Linked DNA regions of Hordeum vulgare: region 1 is linked to region 2. A link is a contact called in public Hi-C data. All regions are on one chromosome and are shown on one strand. Each heading gives the region's core, a stretch centred on a gene start, on an enhancer-like site or on the middle of the called end of the contact. The rest is flanking DNA. Distances are from core to core; before and after follow the strand shown.

Evidence for each region. A called contact is a pair of places that touch in the nucleus more often than the background predicts.
Region 1: a contact with region 2 is called in a Hi-C map of leaf, with 6 times the contacts expected there. The contact joins the promoter of LOC123402720 here to the promoter of LOC123402407 in region 2. A contact is called at or near these places in 3 of 6 Hi-C or Micro-C datasets (leaf and seedling).

Annotation. Positions count from the first base shown.
Region 1 is chr6H:477,001,879-477,005,779 of MorexV3_pseudomolecules_assembly, reverse strand. It overlaps LOC123402720, which reads right to left and starts at 1,845. Exons shown (of 7, transcript XM_045096673.1): 1 at 1,374-1,845; 2 at 891-1,064; 3 at 678-770; 4 at 500-568; 5 at 13-219. The coding sequence starts at 1,628.
Region 2 is chr6H:476,385,915-476,390,135 of MorexV3_pseudomolecules_assembly, reverse strand. It overlaps LOC123402407 (clustered mitochondria protein), which reads left to right and starts at 2,383. Exons shown (of 29, transcript XM_045096331.1): 1 at 2,383-2,703; 2 at 2,942-3,195; 3 at 3,758-3,819; 4 at 4,164-4,221. The coding sequence starts at 2,946.

The DNA of each region.
Region 1 (3,901 bases), core at 596-3,095, 620 kb before region 2:
GGCAGAGCTAACCTGTTTCCCTGACTGAATGAGAAGACAGCCAACAGGGACCTTCACCTCCATCTTTTTACCATTACTTAACCAAATGTTCAGGCCTGGAAATCTACTACGACCGTGTATGGTCAAGAAATTAAGATCATAATGGAACCCAGCAAACACTGTGCCCTCAGAACCGTGACGCAGCAGATTACTTCCAGTTGGTGCTAGGAGGTGTGGTCCCTATTGAAACACAACAATAGTTGAGTAGTGTCAATAGGGCGATCAAAGAACTTCGACATTAGCAATACTTCTTTTTTGAGGAACATGAGCAATACTTCTAGTACTCAAAATGTTGAATTGAACGATGGAAAAAATCAAAAGACCTCATACCACTCCTTTAAACCCACTAAGGCATTCAAATTTTCTAATAGCTGGGACTTGGTACTGTTCTAAGAAGATTCATTTCAGAAAAATTTAAGAATAACAGAACAACAGAGCGTGCCGAGAATTACAACATTACCTCCTTCATCAAAGAGGTAAATGCATCCTTTGACAAGCCAAATCCAATCGCCGCCATCTCAGCAACAACCTACAAGAGAAGTGTGTCCAACCAACTTCTGAATATCGAACAATACAGATTTGCCATTCATAAACTGCAGAAAACATCAGTTTAGAAAAAGTGTGCACTGGATATGTACCTCAATGGCAGAAATCATTTTTGCACCCCAAGAATCCATTGTCTCTTTCCACTCAGGTAACCCATCAGGAATAACAGGTTCTGCATTCAGCTCCTACACAAAAATTACTCACAATTCAGCATATGACGCGCAAATAATAGCTAGGCGCGAAGCGCGGAATAAATTCAGGCTTCACCATCACAGTGAAGGGATCGATGATGCAGAAATGACAACCTTAAAGCGGGTATTCGAGGGGCGAGGGCCCACTCTCCACATGTATCGCCATTTCGGGTCTGGTCCCTTAGGGGTGGCTGGTTGAAACTCTTCTGGCATACTCTTGATCCTGTCTTGCATCTCCTTGTCGACGAGGCTGCGAGGTACCTCCACGCCTTCAGGCGTCACGCCAACCTTATCATATAAACAGGATCAAAATCCATCACCGCAAATGGGGTTAACTTAAGGCACCACGCATTCAGCATAACTGTTGGATGTATCAATCTTATGTGCCTCAATTTTGATGGTGATTTTATAATGCAGCTGATCATATCAGAGAACTTGAACCGGGAACAAGCACTGCTGCTGATCCTTGAATGTCCAACTTAACAATTTCGCCCGAACCCTAGGCCCCGTCCCCGCCCAATCGGACACCAGAATTCGCCGGGGAAGCGGGGGGGACGAGGAGGCTACCCGCTTCCATGAAACGGAATCATTTGCTACCTGGTAGTGGAGGTGGGGGCGCTCCTGGAGGCGCTTGGAGTCGTCGGATCGGGCGAAGTAGCGCTCGACGACGTCGAGGAAGCGGTCGTTGTCGGCGGCCGTGCAGCGGGGGTCCTTCACCAGCAGCGCCCCCGTGTCCCGCAGGCTGGCGCTCACCGTGGCGCAGAGCGCGCGCAGCGCCTCGGCCGGCGCCGCGGCCGCGTCGCCGGCGGCGGCCTGCAGGAAGGGCGCGAGATCCACCACGGGAAGGTCCATTGGGCTGCGCGGCGGCGGGAGAGGCGAGAGTTAAATTCCGCTGCCGCTAAAAAAAATGCGGTTGTGAGGGGGATCGGATTGTGGAACCCGCGCTGGCTGCGTCTGTCGAGGACGATACACGCGCACAGTAGTGGTGGTAACTGGTGGAACAGTCTAGCGGGTGGGGCGAGAGAGAAATGTTGCGTGAAGGAAGCGGGACGGGAGAGGGAGAGTCCGGGCCGGAACGGCAAACCGGGTGCGCACGGAACCGGACTGGATAGAGATTCTCCTCCTGGTATGGTGGCTGCGGTGCGGTCGCGCACGCAACGGAAAAGGGGCTCCTGTTTCTTGCGCGCGTCCACTTGTGTCGTCTGGTGGCTTTCCAGCCCGGCGATTGCTCAAATGCATGCGCTTTTCCCCTGTCTTTTTTTTAGCATGAATATTTTACTTATTTACTTGAAGAAAGTTCAACCGTACGATTCAAACGGACGCGTGCTTTGTCCGTCATTTTTCCGTTTGGGTCGGTGTGTCCTTTCTAGAAAATGGTCGACCGTGCGTCCAACGGAGCGACCTATTTTTCATCCACGCACAACACTTTTTTACGTTAAAAAGGCTCACGGTCATAGATCATGCCAGCTACGAGCAACTCCAACTGGCCGACCCAGACAGACGACGATTTCGTCTGTTTGGGTCATCCGCCGGCTCCGTGCCCGTTCAGGTATGATTTGGGTCGGCAGCGCGCCCAACGCGCCGACCCATATTTGTCCGTCTGGCTGGCCAGCCGTCTGTTTTTAAACAAATACTGATATTTTGCATATTTTGCAACAACAAATGATAGAGCATAGTTTCACAATCGAAAATAAAATATAGCAAAGTTTTACAAGGTCGATAAAAATTAAATTATCTATAAAATACACCTACTGATTGCCAACATAATCCCATATATGCTCAACCAAATCATCTTGCAACTGAATATGAGTTTCCAAATCACGAATTTAATGATGAAATTGGATGAACTGTGCAAACGATACCGCTTCTCCGTCATGCCGAGGCACCACATTATCACCCTGAAACTCAAACCCTTGATCGTGTAGACGTTCTGTATGCTCTCTTGGTTCGATTCAACGCCGGAACATGTCATGGAGTCGAGCCCCAGAACAGCGAACGCTGCCGATTAATGTGGTCATGGACCAACACGGCAAGCAGCATCTCCTCATCGTCGGATGAGGAATCGTCGGAGTCGCACGAAACATTATGGAAAAAAGAACTCGTCGGCGTAGTCCATTTTGTACCTTGAGGCAAACTGTCGAACAGCTTGCGGGCGTGGACGACGAAGCTGACCAGCGACGGCGGGTTGGGGTACGGGAAGCTGCGGTGCCCCGGCGACGCTGCGGCCGGCGAAGTGGGGTAGGCCCTGCGGTACGGGAGGACGCAACCGGAACTGGGCGATGGCGGCGACAGCGAGAGGACTGGGGGCGAGCCGATGGGAGGGCTAGATGGGGGTGGAAAACGACCAATGTGCCACCGACTGGCGGGCTAGGGAACGGTGGAAGCACGCGTCGTCCGCGTCCGCTTTGAGTCCGTGCCGACCCAAATCAGGATCAAAACGGGGCCTGAAATGGGTCGGCAGGTGGACGAAAAGCGAACGCGCGTCCGTTTGGATCGGCTCGTTGGGCCATCTTTTATTTCCACGCTGACCCAAACGGACGGCGGCAGACGAAATGGGTCGCTCCGTTGGAGTTGCTCTATCATGCTAGCATCAAGAGTTCACGTCAGCGATATGTCAGCGGCCCGCATACATATGTTAGCCTCTAAAAAAGTATGCAGTTTTCATGTTGGGCGCACTTGCGATCGGCCGGCACACATGCCAGCACACAAAATGAGACTATAGTTCGCCCACACCATCTTGGTTGTGGTCGTGTCCGCACACCATGCCATGGATCACTCGTCATCGAGGTTGAGCATGTCGTCCTACATCTTCTTGAACCAAGACCGCTTACTCAGATAGACCATGCTCAAGTCCACCTTCATGATCTCGACCCCCTTCGTCATGCAAGCGAGCTGAACTTCTCTTTCTCTGGTGGCTGCTTTGGTAGCCTTGATCTCTGGCATGTTCACTTGCTTCTTCGCCTTCGAGGCGAGCTTTTTATTTTGTATGTCCATGAAGGCCCCAATTTGCTCCTCCTTGTCATGTCGGCGCTTCTCCTCCCTTGAATCCTTGTTGGTGATTGTTGAGGGGATGAACCTGACAATAGACCAGGGGTACGAACAGAGGGAGGTGAGAGAGTTCCAGA
Region 2 (4,221 bases), core at 1,134-3,633:
GAGGTCGTGTATAAGCATCCATATCATGGCAATCTTTTTCCTAGCAACCACACCACAAAAGCCACACACAAAGTCTACCCAGCTCGCCCCCTTTCAAATTCCCTCTATGGATCCCTCTATGTATCCCTCAAATCTTTGCGGTTGAGATGGATTCACCTATGGACATTTCTGAGCTCCTAGCACCTGACCCCGAAGGTACACCGTGGAAGTGTCTTTGGATCTAACTTCTCCTTTACCAACTCTAGGACGATAAGATGCATCTACTCCCTCCATCTCAAAATAAATGACTCAACTTTGTACTAACTTCATAATAAAGTTAGTGTAAAGTTGAGTCACTTATTTTTGGGACATAGGTAGTATATTAACTTTCACCAAGAACGGGGCACGTTTAGACCATGTTACTTGCTAATTCATGGCTGGTAGTGAGTTGTCTTTAGACAAGTTTTTTAATAGCCAAAACATACAACACACATTTATTAACAAACAAAATAATTTCACCACGAATCTCTATCTTCGGAGTCACCATAAGTACTAGCATGACGCCACAATAACTTCATGTAGACCAAATTCAAGTAAGTGTATCATGGGATTGTTGGGACACGACAAAATACTCTTCAGCAACATCGAAATCAGAATGCAATGGAAAAAGAGGCAATACATCATCAACACCCCAAAATGTGCCTATGCATGCCCAACTTTCCACAATCATCCAAACAAGACCCCCCTTAATTTTGGCTATTTGAATCAATTATGTGCATTGATTTTGGTCATTTAATTGGTGACTACAATACTTTGGTTGTCTGTTGATAATTAAATTACATCACTCTATTTAGGTGGCTTGGAGTCACCTAAACCCTCGATCATACCATTGTTGTCCCCACGAGCAAGCATCGATCACATCAATGCTATCCGACTCCACAATGACATAATTACCTCTATAATTAAGGGCCAGAGCAAAAGTTGTGCCACATGGCTGGAGCCTCCATTGTTGCATCAGTTGAAGCACGTTGTACAAAAGAAGCGATGGCGACAAGAAAAATTACCTAACAAGTCTCGAATAACGGGCCTGCCTTTTTCCTTTACCGAGCATGATGATAGGTCGTGTCGCATGGCTAGAGCCTTCATTGTTGCATCTGCATTAACGAGTCTCGAATAACGACCATGATGATAAGATGCATATGCATTAACTTTCACCAAAATAGAACAAGGTTTAGACCATGTTACTTACTGATTCCTGGTCGGGTGTGAGCTGGCTTTAGAAGAGTTTTCTAATAGCGAGTACGAACAACAATCATTTACTAACCGCCGAAATAATTTCACCACGAGTCGTCGTCATGGGAGCCACCATAAGTAATAGTATAATGCCACGATAACTTAATGTAGACCCAACGGAAGTGAGCTGGCTTTAGAAGAGTTTTCTGATAACGAGAATGAACAACAAGCATTTACTAACCGCCGAAATAATTTCACCACGAGTCGGCGTTATTGAAGTCACCATAAGTAATAATATGACGCCACGATAACTTAATGTAGACTCAACTCAAGTAAGTGTATCATATGATTGTTGGGACCCAACAAATACCCTTCAGCACCGCTGAACTAGACCGATTACTTCATCTATAACTCACTAAGGTCATGTTTGGAACCATTCAGATTACGATAATCCAATTTCTATAATCTATACTGTTTTCAAATATGACAAATTATGTTGTAGGAGCAGATTATAAAAACTACATGAAAATTTATTAATCTACTCCATCCGAGATAAAATCAGATTATTGATTACTAATGACCCACTATCCTTGTAAAGTTGAAGGTAATTATTAATTTCTGCCACGCCATCCTCCTCCTTTTTTCTCCTTAGCATGCATACGACATACATGTCATTATGCAATGTAAAACCTGAATTACAGTTTATATAATCTCGTCCCAAACATGTTCACCTAAATTATTTTATAAACCTGTTTATATAATCTATCTTCATAATCCAAATTACCATAATCTATTGTAGGGCCTACGGCTCAGCTGGTGCCAAAGCTCTTCGTCCGAAATGAATGGAAAAGAAATGCTAGATATCCTCCGCACGTAAAATTGTGCCTCTCCATGTGCAACTTTTCACAACCTTGGAAACAAGACCCCTAAATTTTGGCCATTAGAATCAATTGTGTGCATTGATTTGGTCAATTGATTGCCGATTATGGTAGTACTCTGGTTGTCCATTGGTAATTAGCAAATCACGACACTGTAATTATGTGGCTTAGGGCCGCCTAAACCCTTGGCAAAACCCTAACCACCCCCGAGATCCCACGCCGGAGCCGCCCCCGACGCAGGCCATGCCCAAACTACCCCGCACACCAGACGCCGAAATATCACCTCCGGGCCGTGCGTGCGTGCGCGAGGAGTAAGAAAAACTCAAGGAGCCGCCTCACCCAGAGGCCAGAGGCCAGCAGCAGAGCGCAGCGCCCGCGGGGGATCAGGAGGGGCCGCTCGCCCGTATAAAAAGGAGCGGCCGGCGACGGCATCCGCCTCCCCACTCCCACCCCACCCCACCCCACCCCCTCTTTTATTTTACCCAAACAGCCCCTCGCCTCCACAAGCCAATCGTCCCCGTCTCGCCCTCCGCCTCGCGCCGCCTCTCCTCTCCCCCTCCCCTCCCTTCCCCTGGTGGTGCCGAGGCTTCCGCGGCGCCTCCGCGGGCGGCAGGTACGCGTCCCATCCGCGCGCGCGTGCGTGCGTGCGGGCGGCCGCCTCGTCGGCGCGCGAGGGTTTAGGGTTTTGATTCCGCCCCAGATCGGCGCGCCCGCGTGGCGCCCTGGTCTGGATGGATGGACGGGGTTTAGCCGGGAGAATTGCCGTGTTTTGTCCGCGTTGCCGGCTGCGGCGGGGTTTTTGACTGACTGATTGAGATTTGGCGGCGGCGCTGCTTTTTGGCTTGTTGCAGGAATATGGCGGGCAAGTCCAAGGGTGCGAGGAACAAGGCCAAGGCACAGGCCGCCAGCCAGGATGCCGTCTCGGTGGAGCCGGCGGTGCCGGTCACTGATGTGGTGGAGGAGGCCAAGCCCGAGAACGGGGAAGTGACCGATGCCCCTGCTGCCGAGGTCGCCTCTGCTGGCGAGGCAGTCGCTGCGGCGGACGTGGAGAAGGAGGAGGGGGGTGCGGCCGAGGCCGCACAAGCTGCAGAGAAGCCAGCTGAAGGTGAGGACAACCACCTGTTTATGTCACATCGATATAGTGTATTTATTCTATATGAAGACTTGGAAATGCGGTATTTTCTCATGTATAGGTTCATAAAGTCGTGTCCTTTTGTTTTTGGACATTAATGGTTGCAGATAAGAACATTAGGCAGTTACAAGTATCCAACTGACACATGTTTTTTTAGTGATGAAGTAATCTAGATCAAGGCTAGATTTTGTGCGTGTGATTTCCCAGGCTGAATGAATAACATGCTGCATGCTGCTGTATTTAACTGTGCTTAATTTAGTGATGGCTGACGATTGTAAAACTAGTGATACTGGATAGGCATTACATTTGGCAGAAACCTGTCCCTGGAACTAACAGTTGGCTATGATTATATGTCTTCAGTTGCACTTGGCCAGTAGCATTGTTTGCAAGTTCATTCTAGTTAGCCTGTCATCAGCATGTGAAGTTTTCATTTCATGCACCTTGAAGACTATATGCGCTTCAGCATTCTCTTAATTGTTATTCTTTCTTCTGGATGTTCGACTCTTTTAACAAAGAAACATTTTGTGTCAAGCAGGAGAGCTTCATCTATACCCTGTCTCTGTTAAGACGCAATCAGGTGAAAAGCTGGAGCTGCAGGTTAGTGTAAAAAATCGTATTCTCTTTACCTCTTTGGATTTTACAGCCTCTTACCAGAACAAATGGGATTTATATTTTAGAATTTAGGTGGACAAATTTCTTTACTCTGACTGCTTATATGCGCAAAACTATTTTGATTGGTGACTGTTCATATGAAAATGTTACTACTACTCTACTAGTTTGATGTATGTTCGTAATATAATATTTTCATTTTCATACCTATATTTAATATTTTAATTTCCGAAGTGGCTTGTTTTGAGGCCAAGCTGTTGAAACCGCCATAGAGTATTGGAAACATGGACTAGGATTTTTTTTTAATTCATATAGTGCTATTGCATATGCAGCTAAGCCCTGGAGATTCTGTCATTGATGTCAAACAATTCCTCTTGGACGCTCCTGAAA